2 separate regions of the Ctenopharyngodon idella genome follow, and region 1 is linked to region 2. Evidence: chromatin contacts called from public Hi-C data. All regions are on one chromosome and are shown on one strand. The core of a region is the stretch at or near the end of the contact, and the rest is flanking DNA. Distances in the headings are between cores, read along the strand shown. Region 1 holds the start of dtnbp1b (dystrobrevin binding protein 1b). Region 2 holds the start of pard6gb (par-6 family cell polarity regulator gamma b).

Evidence for each region. A called contact is a pair of places that touch in the nucleus more often than the background predicts.
Region 1: a contact with region 2 is called in a Hi-C map of muscle, with 5 times the contacts expected there. The contact joins the promoter of dtnbp1b here to the promoter of pard6gb in region 2. A contact is called at or near these places in 2 of 2 Hi-C or Micro-C datasets (both in muscle).

The regions. Positions count from the first base shown.
Region 1 is chr19:20,786,515-20,789,214 of HZGC01, forward strand. dtnbp1b (dystrobrevin binding protein 1b) reads right to left here and starts at 1,413. Exons shown (of 6, transcript XM_051872638.1): 1 at 1,064-1,413.
Region 2 is chr19:20,486,499-20,489,198 of HZGC01, forward strand. It overlaps pard6gb (par-6 family cell polarity regulator gamma b), which reads right to left and starts at 1,412. Exons shown (of 3, transcript XM_051871860.1): 1 at 1,064-1,412. The coding sequence starts at 1,138.

The DNA.
Region 1 (2,700 bases), core at 163-2,662, 300 kb after region 2:
ATAAACACTCACCTGATTGTTTTTAATAGCATTACTCTGTAAAGATAAATTGCTCAGACATGATGGCCCTGATCACCCAATCTCTATGACAATAATCTAACTGTGACCATAGAAAACACTGTCTGCCTACACAGTAGATGGATTAAAGATGTTTAGTTTCCCTAACACTGAATCTTCCAGCTTAATGAATTTCTAGACTCTCTAGGAGAGTATTTTAGTGAAAATGTACTCTTTCATCCTTCATCCTTATACACTTGCGTGTATATGTTGTATATATGTTATGTGTGCTCACCAAAACTGCATTTATTTGATTAAAAAATACAGTAAAAAAGTAATATTGTGAAATATTACCACAAATTAAAATAACTGTTTTCTAGTTTAATATATATTAAAACATTTAATTTATTCCTGTGATGGCAAAACTGAATTTTCAGCAGCCATTACTCCAGTCTTCAGTGTCACATGATCCAGAAATCCTCGTGTGCCAGTTAATCACTAATTAAGTTTGCCTGTTGTTCATTTAGTTCCCGTGTTTGCCTGTGTATGTATAGCCCTGTTTGTTCAGTTCTTTGTCTTGTGTTGTTTTGACTACCACGTTTCTCCTGTTATCTTCTTCCTTCGATTATCTTCTTTGTTAAAAACATTTGAGATAAAAATGTTTTAAACATTATAAATATCTTTACTGTCACTTTTGATCAATGCAATGTGTCCTTGCTGAATAAAAGGATTCATTTCTTAAAAAAAAAAAAAAAAACATACCTCGAGTGTGTATTAATTCATTGATTTTGACTGGAAAAACCCTGGTCTTAAAGTTTAAAATAGTTTGAAAATCTTGGGTCTCTAGAGTGTTCTCGGGTGCTGTAAAGTTGCCTGGTTGCTAAGCATTGTTAGTGTCCTTTATCTTGTTGCTATGTGTTGCCTAACAAACAAATAAAAACGCTGCTAATACTACCTCTGTCACTTTCCTCTGCATCTTTCAGATGTGATTATGAGATGATGTTTTGTTTTATGATTTAAAGGGTTAGTTCACCCAAAAATGAAAATAATGTCATATATTACTCACCCTCATGTCGTTCTACACCAGTAAGGCCTTCATTCATCTTCGGAACACAAAGATATTTTTGATTAAATCCGATGGCTCAGTGAGGCCTGCATTCAAAGCAATGACATTTCCTCTCTCAAGATCCATAAAGGTACTAAAAACATATTTAAAACAGTTCATGCGAGTTCAGTAGTTCTACCTTAATATTATAAAGCGACGAGAATACTTTTTGTGCGCCAAAAAAACAAAATAACGACTTTTCAACAATATAGTGATGGGCGATTTCAAAACACTGCTTCGGAGCTTTGCGAATCGAATCAGTGACTCGGATCTCCTATCAAACGGCTAAACTGCTGAAATCATGTGACTTTGGCGCTCCGAGTCATTGATTCGATTCGCAAAGCTCCGAAGCAGTGTTTTGTGAATGCAGGCCTCACTGAGCCATCGGATTTAATCAAAAATGTCTTAATTTGTGTTCTGAAGATGAATGAAGGCCTTACGGGTGTGGAACGACATGAGGGTGAGTAATAAATGACATTATTTTTGGGTGAACTAACCCTTTAAGTCACAAACCATGTCCTCATTAGATTATTGGGTCATGGTACTTATTAAACAGACTCAAAAATGCTGTCCTGGTTTTTTGGGATGAGACATCTTTGTGTCTTCAGACTGGATTTGTTTGGGTCAATGTTACTGTCTGCATGTCAAGACCATTAATGAGAAAACAAGCTAAGTGTGTGAAAACAGCATCAGTAGTCAGTTTGTTTCAGTATGTTTTATAAGCAGATTTAAATGAAGATAAACTACTAGAGAATATATGTGGCAGGTCAAAGAACACAGTTCGCCAGACTTTTATGCCATCTAGTGGTGAAATAGAGCAAAATTCACATTAAAATTTAAAGATAAAAAGATCATTGAAATAAATCAGCATATTAGAATGATTTCTGAAAGATCACTGAAGACTGGAGTAATGATGCTGAAAATTCCATCACAGGAATAAATTACATTTTAAAATATATGAAAATAGAAAACAGTTATTTTTGAGCATAAGAGACTTCAAAAATAAGAGATAAGAGACAATATTAAAATATATTAATTACTCCAAAGTTATGATCGGTATATGTATTGCCCATGCAAGCCTTTCATCTGAATTTCATATACTTTAATCTGTAACAGCCAAGTGAAATGGTTTGTTGTTAGGATCATAAAAAGTTTTAAAAAGTTACATTTTTAGGCTGGACTGCCTCAGCGTTATAACATCATTGTTCAATATCAAAATGTTCAAGGTTACGGCCTTGACGAAGATACATTCTATATTATATCCCAGTTGTGTTCCATAAGAACCAAATTAAACCTGATTGCATAATATCTCTTTTGTAGCCTACAGCCGATGTACTCTAATCCTTAATATGAAAGAAATGCACAATTTATGAGCTCTTTATTATTGTAATTGTATACATAAATGTTTTCATGCAAGAAAAAAAACGTCTTGATATAAAATCTGTGAATTTGTGGAGGACTGACTGAAACAATACTGAAAGCTGTTTCGCCTGATGAGGGCAGCACACGCTCAGAATACAGGAGCCTCTGATGGTACAAACACTATGGTGACACTCTTTCAGGCTCTTTAAAGGGATAGTTATGACAATTCTGTGATC
Region 2 (2,700 bases), core at 162-2,661:
GGAAAAGCGGAGATGTAATGAATCATCCAGCTCCAATGGGTCTCAATGACAGCGCTTTGACAGATACTGTCTCCATCAGCTTGGCTGCAACAGATGTATAGTCCACACCACCATTAGTACGAGCGGTGACAGATATAGAGTTATTTCTATTTGTGAAGGGTCGGTTGAAGCTTTGTCGGATATTTCCCCAGGCAAATTGAACAATTACTGTGTATGAAAAGCCTTTATGGCTCCACTTTGAGTGATGATAAATCGATCATGCTATTCTTCAAGGGAACTATTACAATAGAATGATAGACAGAACACAGAGACAGACAGACATACCATTTCCCTCATGCGATTAATAAAGTATCAGTGTTAACCAGTGGTTTAAGTTTGTGCTGTAAATAAGTAGAAGAAACAAAATTCCACTTTGTCCAACTGACAAATAAAAGAGCCCATCCCAATGAATCAGCTCTTGTGTTAGCTCTTGTCATTTGTAAATATGTCCTTGTGTTGTTTGGATACTATTTTCGGACAGCTGGTAAGTTAATGAAGACAGTATTTAACCTGAAATGATGTGAAAATTACAAACAAACAAAACTTCAGAGAGCATAGAGAATGCAAGAGCAGAAAGCTCCCATCTGAAAGCCACATGCTGCATCCAGACCACAGAAACACATTTCTGAAACAGGATTTGTGCTTGATAATTTGAAGATTTTATGTAATTTTGGAGACCTAGAATCGTGAAAATCATAAACACTATCCATTAATGTGACAGTTCAAGTGCCAAAACGGTTGTATTATAACTCATTTTACTGAAGCTGACCAAAAGTTAAGCAGAAAACGCTGATGAAACAAAAAGCAATTCTCAAAGCAGAGGAAAACGTTGTTTTAAAATGACTTAGCTTAAGTAAATGAGTAAACTATCATACTATTTCATATGGCAGAATATGATTTGACATGGGCTAACCAAAGTTAGCCATCCCTATTTTTCCCATCTAAAAATATACAACATCGTGTAACTATGCAACGAAACTACTCTCGTGAAACAGTTTTCATGCATGCATTTCATACAACTCACCTTGCTTTTCACTTCCACAGCGTTCATGTTCAAGCTACGCAAAGATTGCGATTTATTATTAAAGCTCCGGTTCATTTCGCTCGCTTGAAACTTTTCAGCCCGTCCAGGATGATGGGCTCGATTTATAAGCCTGTCCCGTAATTGAACGTCTGATATTCACTTTCCAGATGCGGAAAAGTTAGTCCTCGGAGGCTATATGTCAGTTTTTCTTAACGTGAGGTCGCGTTGTGTCGGTCACTTCACAAAACTTCTGCAGAAAATTATGTGAAAGGCAAATCAGCGCCTCTCACTAGGGGGAGTGGGCTAAGTTTTCACATATGACATCATCGCTCCCTCTCTCTCAACGACTCCGACGAGTTTACCAGTCCTACTATGGTGAAGGCTGTGCTTATGAATAATAAATACGTAACGTGACGCTAGGTCCGGTAGGGGTTACGATTGGCTGAAAAGCGAACGTTAGTAAGTGGGCGGAAATTAGCTGGCGAAGTCAATGTTTAGTTTAAAATAAATAAATAAATAAATAAGGCATGTTTTTTTTTTCTTTTTTAAAATTAAAAACATTCTAAAATGGAAATTGCTCTTCATTCCAAGAAATTAATAGGTAGTGGGGACCTGTTTTCTCCTCAGAAAATGGGCGGTCCTTTCCTGCGAAGGCTGGCTTATGAATATTAATAGAATCACGTGACTGGACGCTCCAGGAAGGTTACCAAGCAACTTTAGCACGACGTTATTATTATTATTCATGAGCTATTCCTTAGCTATAGTAGGATTTGTAATATCTCCTGATTAACACACCACATATAAATGTGGATTACAACATTACATACAGTAAAGCGACTATAAGCGCGCTCTTTTTAGAAGGCGATGTTAGGCTAATATTACAGACATTCATACAGGATGTCTGGATGTGCAGCATTGCAGGGAAGCTCTCAGGCGCCGATTCCCGACAGCTGCTCTGGCCCAAGAATGTTATTTTAGTAACTTCTTCGGCAAACATACCACTGGCCAATAATAAAAAAGACATGTTATGTTATCTGTGAACTTAAAACTTCCTAAAACATCCTGGGACTATGAGTTCTCTATACTAGTAGGCCTACTCAAGATTGAAGATAAACTAGGCGTATTAAAATGTGATTACAACCAAGATGAATATATTTAGTAGATATTTTGATTTGCACGTTTAATTAAATTAAACTGGTCTCTTATGGTCAAGATTCAAGAATACAGACACACGGGAGTTCTAAAAGGAATACTTAGAATTCTGTAAAAAATTATATGATCAATAAGTCATGGCAACATAATGTTTTTATATTACTTTAACTCATAAAGTACTTTTTTATATATGTTATACGAGACTTGTGGAGTTTTTTTTATTGTTTTATTTATTTTCTCTTACGGTGTACGTGCGATCAGATGTCAAATACTAGTGGTACACTTACTGCTTGTTCTTACATTGACCGATAGATGTCACTGCTACACAATAAAAGAATCTGCCTTGCGTTAAACCGAGCAGTACACGTGCACTGAATTAAAGGGTTTCATGCATACCCTCTAAGTACACACACATTATCGTTATGCTATTTATACTCCATCCCTGCCTTTGTTGTGTTTTTGCGGGATGTTTCCTCTTTCACCCA